Regions from separate parts of the Delphinus delphis genome. Here region 2 is linked to region 1. A link is a contact called in public Hi-C data. All regions are on one chromosome and are shown on one strand. Each heading gives the region's core, a stretch centred on a gene start, on an enhancer-like site or on the middle of the called end of the contact. The rest is flanking DNA. Distances are from core to core; before and after follow the strand shown. Region 1 holds the start of MLLT10 (MLLT10 histone lysine methyltransferase DOT1L cofactor). Region 2 holds the start of BMI1 (BMI1 proto-oncogene, polycomb ring finger).

Region 1 (6,309 bases), core at 1,498-3,997:
AAATCACAGTCTAGTTGCGTACAAAACTGTTTTTATATTAACATTTACCTAACTCAAAACTTAACATTTTCCAAAAACCTTAAAACACTAATATCCAACTGACATTCTCTTGAATGAGCTTGCTCAGAGGTAATTTGAAAATATATCAAATATTGGAAAGCACTTAAAGAATATAAAATCAGCACAAATTTTTAAAACTCCAAAAGCTAAACTTCTAATCCCTTTTAAAATGTATCGGAGTAAAAATATTCTATCAGCCAAGAAATACAGCATCACAGCCCAAAAACTTATATTTTAATTCAGAAATACTTCTAAAAAAGAAATTTTAACACTTAAATGAACACCTTCTAAATTGGGAGATGAGACTACTTAGCATCATTTATCATCCAATTCATAAGAAATACCTCTCTACAAGTGCCAATGAACACTATAACGGAAATACACTATACCAGTTCTGAGACCTTACAATCAGTACCTAGTTTTAATACACATGGTTTTCACTCCTTAGAAGAGTAAGGTGTGCAACTCCGCCCTTCTTTAAAAGAACTGGGGATACATGCATGCTCAAGTTCGGTTACTCACTATCTCCTAAGTCCGCCTTCCCAGTTCTGAGATTCCGTTCTATAAAGAATACAGTTTAGTCCCTTACGCTCAGGCTTTCTCTCGTTTAGTAGCGCCCGATACACTACTGAATCTCTGCCTCACTCAACGCCAGATTTAGAAACGGGAAGGGGGGCCGGGTTGGTGCACAACAAGGGGAGTACAACAGCCACCAAAAAAAGTGACCTGTTTTTCGGCCCCCAAATTTTCAGCCTCAATTCCTTACCACGTGAAATGAAAAAAGTCAGAACCTTCAAACGGCCAGAAAACTACCTTAACTAGTGTCCTCGGCTTTTCTGTATATCCCCAAAACTCACCCAATGGAAACACCCAGTCACAAACTAAGATGCTCCCCGAGTCACTGGCGGCGCCACCACCTCCTCTTCTGTCCAGTCACTGAAGCTGAGGAAGGGGCCCGATGAGGCCACTCAACAGCCTCATCCACCACCCCGAGCAGCTCAGCCCAGCCGCGCCCGCGGCGGCGCGACTGCGGCGACGGCCTTCCGCCTCTTCTCCGCGGGAAGCTCCAGTCCGCAGGAGCGGCAGCAAGGTCTCGGCCAGAAAGCTTGGGGTGCGGCAGCCGGCGCCCTCCCCCCCCAAATCTAAAGCGGCAGGGCAGACCCCCGAGCTCCGGATCCGCCCCGGCGCCGCGCGCCGCGCTCCCGAGCCCGACTCCATGGTACAGGAAGTCTCCAGACACTGCGGCAGACGGCGCGGCGGGAGGGGGAGGGGGCTCCCCACTCCCCAACCCGAACCCACAGCCGCGGGGCCACGGCCGAGGGGCGCGCGCCCGGGCCCCGACACCCCCTCGCCGCCGACCCCCGCCTCCGAGAGTCCGCAGACCCGCGGCTCCGGGCGCAGGCGGCGGCCGAATGACACTTGAGAGTGAACGCAGCATCACATGACAGTCCAGGCCACACACACTTTCTCCCACATGCGCAGCCCACACCCCTTCCGCCCCGCCGCCGACCCTCCGAGTCAATCCCCGGCCGCAGAACGGGGCGGGGGCGGGGGCGGGGCGGGGGGAGGGGCGGGAGGGGAACTGGCAGTTGCTGCCAAGGTGGGGGAAGTGGTGACGGTTGGGAGAGGCCGGGTTCGGCCCGGAGGGCGGTTGGGTGTTTACCTTGATGCACCGCGACGCTGCAGCCGTGCCCGTCGCAATAAACCAGCGGGTTCTCGGCCCAGCCTCTCTCGTCTGAGCAAACGCAACAGCCTCCAATCATCTCCTTCATACTATGGGAGACCTCGTCCTCCAGTGACACGGGCCGGTCGCTAGAGACCATCTAAGAGGGAGTTGGGGGGGACCATTAAAAAACACATGCAAGCCAATGAGTGCTTCCCCCCGCCCAGTCCCCCGCGCCCCCGCTCCCTTCCCGGCGCCCCGGCCCCCGCCCGCCGCTCGGCCGCTCGCTCACTCGGGCTTTGCCGCTCAGTCACTCACGTTCCGCACAGGAGTCAGGAGCCATGTCCTTGCTGACTCCCCCCACCTCCCCTCCACCGCCTCCTCCGCCTCCTCCTCCTCGTCTTCTTCCCTCCCCACCTCCACCCGGCGGCTAACGCTGGAGCCCGGAGAGGGCACACATAATCAAGTAGGCCTCCGCACAGGCGCACTGGGGGGGCTCCCGCTGGGCCAGGGGCAGCGAGGGAGGGGAAGGGGGTTGCGCTTCCTCCTCCGAGCGTCACTCGGCGTGCGCGCCCGCCCGGCGACCGGCGTGAGGGAAAAGGCCCGGGAGAGGCGAGGCCTGCGTGCGCGTCGCCGCGTCCGGCCCGCAGCCCGGGCCTGCCTCCCGGCCCCTTCCCCTCCCCCGCGCCGCTCGCAGCCGCCGAGGTGTGCTGAGGGGGAGGGGGCGAGGGGAGCCCGTGGCGCGCCGAGGCCGGAACAAGCCAACTGGAGGGCGCGGGGGCGCGCACGCGGGAGCGGGGACGTTGCGGCCGTCTTCTGCAGTGCCGGCCGCGCGGGCTGCGTGTGCACGTCGCGAAGAGGCCTCGGCGGGAGGGAGGGTGGGAAGGGAGGATTCCGAGGACCGGCAGGGAGGACGAGTTTTGTCTGAGTAGGTGGAGGGGACTCCCAGCGGGCATCTGAGAACCTACCTGCAGGCCTTTTCCTCAACAACTGGCCCGTGGGTAACAAGGGTTGGGCAAGTCGGCCAACTTCCATGAAGGGTGCAATGAAGCATGGCTTCCTGCAGTTGGCCGCGCGAACTTCACTGTAGTGCCGAAGCCTTTACACCCATTAAGTTCACATCCTGGACTCTACCCAAAGTTCACCCAGTGGAAGTGCCACCAAGTCGGCTGCCCGTTTACACACCACACTGGGCCCAGTGACAACTGAAAGTGCATCACAGACAGGGTCAAAAGCCTAGGTTGGGTTGTATTCGAAGAGGGAACACCTATGCTACCCGCAACTTGCTGTGTAGGAGTACAAACGGTTGTTAATCAGGAATTAGCAATATAATGTGAGGATCAGGAAATCGCAGTTTGAGGGAACCCAAGTTCTAGTCAGGCACCAAATGATCTCTAACACCATGTGACAGTGGAGTCCTTTCAATTGAGGATTTCTCTGATCTGGCTCTGTACTCCAAATTTACTCTTGAAAATTTGTCAATTTTTTATTAAGGCCACTTAAGTGGCAGGAAGATGGGAGCTCACTCACATACAAATAGAAAATGGATCAGGCCTATCTGAATAATTAGCTGGATATTGAGCAGTTTTGAGCTGTGAAATCTTCCGCTGTTGCCCTACCCCCTATGTATCCTTTTTAGTCCAATATTGATTTTAGGCCAAAAAAGTTTAGCATGAAATAGGAATATAGATAGATTGTTTAAATGACAAGCATAGTTACAAGGCGAATTCATGACTTTGATAAATACCTTACAGGTACAAAATGACTGTTTATCAGGAATTAGCAATATAATGTGGGGATCTGGGAAATGCAGTTATATAAAATGCTAAAAGATGAAGGAACCCAAGTTCTCCTAGTCAGTCACCAAAAGATAATGGTTTAAGTTCTAAAAGCATTCCAAGTGTTCTCATAAAGAAAAAAAAAATTGGTGGCATGGCTGCTTTTTCTATTGCAAATTAATTGCTAGAAATCTATTTAAGAATTATAATAGATATACTACAATGCAAGCATATATCAGCAAATATATTCAAACATTCTAAAAGCGAAGTGAGATGGCTACAGTAATGCAAATCTAGAAGTGTAAGATAGGGGAAAAATGTACACTAAAGAGACCAAAAAATGAGAATTTAGTTATATTAGTGCATTTTAAAAAGGTGACTACAAGATTACATACTTATAAAATGCAACTTCTTTTGGAGGGTATGGTAATAATAAATTTCCAAACATATAATAATGATGTTCTTAAAATACCACTAATATTTTTAAAACTAAAACCGTGTTCAAACAAATCTATATTGTTTTGTGTATCTCTACTGTATATCTTATCTTTACCCCTTTACAAGGGATACCAGTTCAACATCCAATTCCTGATCAGGTTCACACTCTTAATGAAGAGTAATTTTTAGTTAAAATTAATGTGAAATTTCCCTTGCTAAACACTGCAGTCGAACCTTAATGAAATAAATTATTTTAAAATACATTCATTTTATTTTTAATGCATTGGAGCTTAGTTCTTGTGATGGAATTAATTTATATGTAAAGAAAGATGGGTACTTTACCCTATCCTGTAACACTTAATAGAAGAAATGTAGGTAAACGCTTAGTGTTTCCAAAACAAAACAAAAAAGTTCATCATTTGTAATACATTTTTGAAATTTAGAAAAATAGAGAAAATACACTATATCTTAAGAACAGGCCTATATATAAATAATAGTATCTGAAGAAGAAATTTTATTAAAGATGTACATATAAATGTTGACAAAATATAAGTCAAATTATTTAAAACTGATATTTAACATATTAAATGTTATGAAAACTGTAAGAAAAAACATAATGAGCTAAATAGGTCATTCTAATTTTAACTCATGTACCAGATATAGAACTTTTTCTTATGTTATATATCAGAAGTATAATATTTAATATATTTCTAAAAAATATTAGGTGATAAGAATAACAGACATTACAAAATAGTTCAGAGATACAATTAATTATTCATTCAGTAAATATTTATGGAACATTTACTGTGAGCCAGGGAATATTTACTAGATACAGGAAATACAGCAGTGAGCAAGTTATATTTGTCCTTTGTGCTATATGTATGTGTATGATTGGCTGATTATGCTAATTCTCATAACTCAGAATGGATACAACTTAAAAAGTGCCAGAATCGTTAAAGTTCGAGCAAGTTTTTAACAACACATGGTAATGTTAAAAAAAAAAAAAGTTCATGGGATTTATAGAATAACTTCATAGAAAAGTACAATTTCAATCTTAAAATAATGTTATCCTTTAAATCTGATTCCACATTCTCAAAATATTCTTTGTAAAAGTACACCTAGTACCTGTAGAATAAAACAAAAGCCTGTGGTCCCAGTATACTTCCTCACATAACAACAGCAGCTAACTCAGTAATGGCTCATCTGTTTCTCTGAACTAATCATCTGAGGCAAACCACAAAAAACTCAAGTAAAGTATTTTATGATGTAACCTCTAACCCTACTATAATGGGAAACTATATTTTCTTCCTGTATGGGTAATATATCTTCTTATAATTTTCTTTATTCCTCATCCTGGGCACCAAATTTTTGGATTTGCTTTTCCATAATCATTTACATTAGTAGATACTTACGAACGAAATATTTAAAACCAAACTTGGTTCCTAGGTTAATATTGCTTATATTTATCTCCTTTTTAAATTGAAGTTTTATTTGCCTTCTGCTATTTGCCTGTTATGTTTAGTCTATTATACCCATTGTTGAAGTATATTTCTTTAATGAGGTATAGAAATTGAGGTATATTTCTATAATGTTAAGACTAGATGCACTTTCCTTAACTCAGATTCTTAACTTCCATAAAGTGTTTAAAATTCTGTATTGGCTCTGATACCTAGGTTTTTAAACAAAAAGCAATTATCAGAATTCATTCATCTACTAAACCTCATCAGAAACTATAATTTTCTTTCTAAATAAATTAGTTGGAAAAAGCAATAAGGCAATTCCTTATGATCTGCACAAACTTTAAGATACGCCCTCTTCTAAAGGAATCTCTGAATAAAATTTTGTTTTGCTCATTTGGTATCCAAGGTTTCTTACCTCTTACATGAAAAGTTTATGAGCCATATGTTTATACTAGTATGATTAAAATATTGAGGTATTTGTGATACTAGTTTTGTTATTTATCTCACAATAAGTGAGTATTGTGTCTTTATAGGTACAAACCCATGCATGGCACCTATATCATGGAGCACTATCAGAAATTTCATTAAAAGGTATTCATTTCAATTATATTTTCAGTTGATATTCCGTTAATGGCTTTTGGAAAATTCCATTTAACGAAGCATATTAATCTTACTAGGTGATTTTTTTAAACTCACCATACCGCCTAGCAAGTGTCCTGCACGTAGTAGGCCCACAATAAATATTCATTTAATGTACAGTATTGGTGTTTAAAAGTTAATTGCTGTCTGAGCTTTATTCTTCAGAGTAAAGCAAGGCTTTATTTTGTATGTACACCTGAACTAAAATTTCTAAGTAATGATTAGGAAATTTTCAGATAAATTGGCTTTAAAGATTTTCAATAGTTGAAAT
Region 2 (6,309 bases), core at 2,431-4,930, 680 kb before region 1:
TTACTCCCACTTCATTCATTTCAGAATCTGAAATAAGACTAAGCTTCCAGACTTATCTGAAGCACATTCTCAAAGCTGCCTTGAACAGAAATCTAGGAACTTGTGAAACTTGAAGATGCATCTGAGGTTTTAATTCTCAGGGAATTTTAATGCAGGAGAGGGAAATACTAATCAACACAGCTCAATGGCTGAAACTAAAAGTTTTAGAGTACTAAAAAAAAACACACACACACAACAAAAAAAACCGGTAAAAACAAAACAAAGCCTCTTTTATGAAAAGTGACCACAGTGGCAACCAGTGACTTCAACCAGAAAACGTCATGTGTGACTCCTCAGTTATCTTTGGATGACTTGTTTAGAGGAATATTGTCAACATATTGTTAATATAAATCTAAGTGGGATTACAGAGGAGTTGTGGATGGAGCAGTGTCCCTAAAGAGTAGCAATATTTAATTCTATTGTACTTGGTGATTAAAGACAAGTCTTCTTGGTTCTCAAAGAAAACTCTCCTTATGAAACAGCAGGACCTTTACTAGAAAAATAGTTAGCAAGGTGATACTTCTGTCCCCTTGCAAAAGCACATCACACTAATGCCACCGATCATGAAGTTCAGGAAGGGGCATCAATAAAAACAGCTGCCTTTATTTCTCCTCTACTTTACATAAAATCAACACCAGACAAACACAAATATTAACACACAGAACAATCAGACCTCAGTGAAAGGTTATCTACTGGTTGGCTTTGAACGTTTAAGTCTCATGTACTTGACCAAAACCCTTTCAAATTCATTTTAAGTCTTAATTCACACAACTCCTCTACTTCAATTCACAAGGATTTGACCACAACCCTATAACCATTTATAATGCTAGTAAATACCACTTTGTTACTTGTATAAGAATCAGTTCTTTATCTTTATATACCACTTGAAAGTACTGGGAACCTAATGAAGACTTCCAAAACATCTGACATGCTTGATAAGGTTTCAGAAACAATCTCTTGCACCTTAGAAAGGAAAACCTTCTAGGTTCCACCACAGAACTGCCAGTTAAGCAAGCAAAAATGCACCAAACATACAATGGAAAAAATACTCAATAGTTTAAACTTGCCATTATAACATACTCAGTTGGGGCTGTCACTTTAGTTGGAGGCCTAACACCAGTAATGTCAAAATGAAGGAAAACAGAAGCAAGTTCTTATGTTAACAATCAGCTTGACTATTGCAATCTAACACATGCAAATGAACTCCATAACCCCAGTTGGGGCTCCCAGGCCAATACAAGTATGGGTAAACTTTGGGTTAACTTGACTTCTAGGGAGAATTTTACCTTTGGGGGCACTTAATGCACATCCAAGGACTTGATGGTAGAACATTAATGGATTTTTCAAGTACAACTAAATGCTCACTTTTCTTACAAAAGCGTGTGTATATGTGTGTGTATACATACACACATGCATACACAGTGACTTATATGGCTTTAAAGATACCAGGTGTAAATTTACACAAGTAGGTTATTTCAAACACCTTTGCACTTTGGGGCAGATGTATGGGAATGAACTCAAATATTAAAAAAATATATGTTTGCCCACAAAATCAACCTCTAAGGGATTCTACTTAAAATAAAACTCAAATGTTAATATAGTCTCATAAGTTAGCATATGCTGTTAACAATTGGCATCCTTAGGTTTCAAGACTATAGCGTAGCATATAATATGTTTCCAGAACTTGGGGGTTAAGCTTCCTATAAAATATAGGTTGAACTACTCATAACATTCTAGGCATTACCAACCTACACTTGGATTTGAATAATATGCCCAGAATTTTGCCTACTTTAAGGGAAGGGGTTAATACATGCTTGTATTTCAAATACTGAACCGTGACCACTAAGCCCACTAAATCCTTTTATTGCAATTGGGAATGATCAAAGTCTCTATACTTGTTTACTTCCAATTATTAACTGTAAATCTTTGGGAAAAAGATCATGCTATACGGCTGTCAAACCCAAAAGACTGCGTAAACATATGCCATCAACTTTTTAGTGCTCGTTTTCCAAAGCATCTCCTCACCACATGACCTAAGCTGACATTTACCAAACCTGTAAAACGTTGTGGACTTGAGTCATGATTCTAAGTGCATCCCATACTAGAGGTTGAGAGAAAAACTGTAGTCTCTGAGAGAGAAAAAAACAAAAAGAGGAAAAAAGAAAGAAAGAGAGGAAACCTCTTGCAAGACTAACGTCCACTCACCATCATCACTCCAAAAAAAGCTCCAAATTTGAAATGCCCACTTCCCAGTGAGCACGTCCCAAGTAATGTTTGAAGAACTTATCCAAGACTCCCAACAAATAACACCTTGAAAACTTTACCATTTTAAACACAAACGCAGGAGACCTTGGAAACAACTGGGAACCGCCATCTTACAAGCCATCCAATTTCTCACAAGTGTCCCTCCAACTTAAGTTAATAACATTTTTGTTCGGGCTCTCACCAGCCTAACATCCACCTTGGCGGGATCGCTGCCCCCCACGCAACCCGTCCCTATAAAATGGGGGCGTTCTCTGGCTGTTTAAACCCCTCCAAAGCCCTTTCTTCGGGAGAGGAGGGAAGCCACTTGACCCAAGCAGCTCCCGATTTCAGGCACCCGTCCCCGTTTCATCAAAATCTACCTCTCAACAAAAGGCGCCGTGGCCGGGAGAGCCGCAGAAGCTGCAAATAGAAGTGTTCTTCTCGGGGGCCATGTGCGTCGCGAGGGTGTAGAGGGGCGCTCGGGGGAGAAAGGAACTAAAACGTGGGGCCGCGCGCGGCGCGTCCGGGCTGGAGCGGGCGGCGGCTGGAGCGGCGCCGAGGCCGGCTGGCGGCGGCGGCGCGGGCTGCGGGTCGGTCCCGGCGCCGCGGGAGTCGGCGGGCGGCGGCGGGCGCGCGCTCGCGGGCGCGGGCGGCGCGCGGGGCCGGGCGGCGCGCGGGGCCGGCGGGCGGCGGGCGGCGGCGGCGCGGGGCTCGGCGCCCACGCTGTCAGCGCCCTCCCGGCCGGCGCGGGCGAGGCGCGGGGGGGCCGCTCCCAGTCCACCGGCGGCCGGTCCGAGCCCGGCGCGACCCCCGCCGCCCCCAGGCCCCGTCCCGGAGGCGCCTCGCCTCCTACGTACCCGGAAAAAGCAGCCGGTGAGAAGCGATCGCAGCGGGCGGAAAAGACAATGAAAGTTAAAAGTCGTTCAGCAGAAAATGAATGTGAGCCAAGCGGCCATCTTGAAGCGAGCTGCAGACGCTGCTGTCAATGGGCAACGAGCGCAGCCGAGAGGAGCCGCGGCCGCCGCGCTCGGCTCATGCTGCCTCCCGAGCCCGGCCTCCTCCTCCTCCTCCGCCTCGGCCTCCTCCTCCGCGGCCTCCTCCTCCTCCTCCTCGGCCTCCAACGCCTCCTCCTCCTGGGCCTCCTCCTCCTCCTCGGCCGCCGCCGCCTCCTCCCGCTCCGCACTCGGGGGAGGGAGCGCGCGGAGGGGGCGCGATCAGTATTATTCTGCGGGGCTGGGAGGTGTTTCTAATCCGGATCGGGGCTCCCTCGCCAACATCCCCATTGTCTCGCCCCGATCTCTGCCTTTAATACTACGATTATTATTTCATAGTTGCCGTGGGGGGAGGAGGGGGGTGGGGGGCGCCGTGTGTGTGCGTGCGGAGAGGCGGGGGGAGGGGAGGAAGGCTGAGGAGGGGGAGGGGAGGGTGGAAAAAAAAAAGCACCGCTGAAGGCAGAGTGGAAACTGACACCGGCTCCAAAATGGCTCAGAGTCCGCCCGCCCCCTCCCCCCGCCGCCCCCCCACCGGGTCACGTGCTCCCCTCATTCCTTAAGGGCGGCCTGGGAATTAGTGTCGGTGTAGTCGGGCCCGCGGCCGCCCCCTCCCCTCGGAGCAGCGCGACCCGGCCCCCTCCCCCTCGCTCGGCGCGGCGGCGGCGCTGGCGCGGCTGCGGAGACATTTCTCCACAGCGCCACACGCGCCACCCTGCTCTCGGCGCGGGCATCGCTCCGGCCCCGCAAGCAGTTCAGCCCACCCCACCCCCCGTTATTTCTTTCTTGCCGCCGCCCGCCTCCGCCCGCGGTGCACACGTCCGCGGGCTCCAGCCGAGGAGATCGCCCGGCCGCCGCCCCCCGCTCGGCCCCACGGGCTGCGGCCCAGACTCCGGCGCCGCGGCGCGGAACCTGCGACCGAGTTGGGCTCGCGGAAACAACAGCGCCCGCCCCAGTCTTCCCGCGGCCGCGCCGGCCCCCTTCCCCGCCCGCCAGTGGCCGAGGCGGGGCGCGCGCGGGCAGCCGCTCGCTCCGGGCAGGGGCTCCGCGCGGGGCCGGCCGGGCCGGGCCTCCGGAGCCCCACGGGCGAGGGTCGGGCTGCGGGCGAGCCCTCGGGCACAGGTAACGGGACGGGCCAGCTCCCGGCGCGGGGCGACCGCGCCCTTTCCCCACGTCCCGAAGCTGGGGTCTTAAGGCAACCCCGAAGATCGCATCCTTTCCCACTACGCTTAACTTTAATCCTGAGAAGAGGCGATCGTTAAAAGTTAACGCCAATCGTGTCTGCGTTTTCAAAGTAATAATTAACAAACTCAAATCCAAACAAACTCTCAGCACTCTTTAGTGGGAACAACTTATTTATTCAGAATATAATACTGTCTGCTTCCTTTTGGAAGACTTGGAAAAGATCAAATATGATCAGTGTACGGATAATACTAAAGATGATTCAAATACTTAGGCAGACTTTCCCTCTTAACCCTTTCACAAGTGTAAAAGAAAAAGTGTCAAAATTGATGAGTGACACAAATCCAAAAGAAAAAATTTGTTCTCCTGAAAAGGAAGACATCCAGCTCGCAGAAACGATGGTTCGGCGGAGGCAAGGCGTTCCTGGTCTTCCTCTAGACCGGGGCAGATCGTTAACTTCCCCAAATTACAACTGAGTTGCTCTTTCCAGGCTTTTCGAAGCATCTTTAAGTTTCCCTACTAAGTCCTGAAGATGTGTATGATGAATCGTTTATAGGATAAAAACACAAGAAAGAAGTATCCAACTTTGAGAAAGATGCAAGAAAAGAGTCGGGGGACACTTTCTAAACAAGCTTAAAATTCACAAAGATTTTAAACCTTTGACAAACCACTATCAAAAGAAGGTTTTCTTCTAAAATATAAAAGATGTAAAAAATTAAAAGAAGGTCAATAGAAAGTTTTCCTCTAAAATATCTCATCTTCAAATGGGCTGCTTGCCCTCAGATGTGAGATATAGTTTCTAATTGAATCCTCTGAACAGGCGAAGTATATCAAAATTAAAATTTCTCAAGTTATCTAACAAAGATTATGCTGTATTCACATCTTTTGAAAGTTTAAAGTTTGATTAATGGTTACATTAAAACGACTCTGCAGGAGATCCCTTTTGAAAAATTCAATCTCATCAAAATTTCAAGCAATGACCTTCATTTTTTTAAGTGGTAAGAAATAAATTCGTTGTCATGTCCATTAATCAATGTAATTTTTAATTTCCCCAGTCTTACACTGGCAATATAAACAGTTGAAGAATTTTTTATACTTGCTCCTTTATAAAAAGTCATTTACAACTACTGTTTAAAAATCATGTTTTGAGAGTTTAATTCAATTTCTGAAAGCAAAGAAGACATTTTCAAAGCCAAGCTCTTCCTTTTGCTTTGTCCTATTGGCTCACACTTATCACAAATAGAAGGAATTTACACTCAACACTACACAAGTTTATTTTAATTGGAGGGAACAGCAAATGCAGACCAATTCTGTTAGTAACATCGTAATTTCAAAAGCGAAGCCTACCTTAAAATATTGCTTTTGAAGCCCCCTCACCATTAAATCCTTAACCAACCTTCATTATCTACTGACAGATGGTTAATTTTCTTTTGAACTTTACATAGGCATAATTCTCAATTAAAAATCTGTAAAAAGGTAGGCATATTCACAGATCCTAATACTGTACCTGTAATTGTTCCATGTTGCAACTAAAACTAATCTCTGGGTGGGATCGGGAATCAGTGTTCTAGGGAAGAAAAAAATGCTGTTTATTTAAATCAAGGAAATTTTAAATTTCATTACACATTTAATTTTTAGACAGGGCTTATGTATAAATACCTCTACATTTAAGGTCACCAAATATGCAGGTCTGTACATCTTATCAAGTTGATTGGTCTAAAACAACACAACACATTGATTTCAGTCTTTAACTCTTATTTTTTTTAAAAAGTTCCCTAAGTTCCCCTAGAAAACAGTTTGTTAAACTTTACCTTTATCTGATATTCCAAATGCCAAGAAACATCAGTTATATGAG

What was found. Hi-C and Micro-C count contacts between places; a contact is called where the count stands out from the background.
Region 2: a Hi-C map of lung shows a contact between it and region 1, with 4 times the contacts expected there. The contact joins the promoter of BMI1 here to the promoter of MLLT10 in region 1. A contact is called at or near these places in 2 of 3 Hi-C or Micro-C datasets (lung and muscle).

The regions. Positions count from the first base shown.
Region 1 is chr2:164,559,126-164,565,434 of mDelDel1.2, reverse strand. MLLT10 (MLLT10 histone lysine methyltransferase DOT1L cofactor) reads right to left here and starts at 2,747. Exons shown (of 23, transcript XM_060006191.1): 1 at 2,692-2,747; 2 at 1,724-1,883. The coding sequence starts at 1,883.
Region 2 is chr2:165,242,310-165,248,618 of mDelDel1.2, reverse strand. It overlaps BMI1 (BMI1 proto-oncogene, polycomb ring finger), which reads right to left and starts at 3,680. Exons shown (of 11, transcript XM_060006202.2): 1 at 3,141-3,680. It overlaps COMMD3 (COMM domain containing 3), which reads right to left. Exons shown (of 8, transcript XM_060006208.2): 5 at 6,266-6,309; 6 at 6,114-6,170; 7 at 5,962-6,021; 8 at 4,620-4,980. The coding sequence ends at 4,921. LOC138413976 (brain acid soluble protein 1-like) reads right to left here and starts at 3,566. Exons shown (of 3, transcript XM_069540367.1): 1 at 3,559-3,566; 2 at 3,229-3,465; 3 at 2,667-3,132. The coding sequence starts at 3,566. The coding sequence ends at 2,667.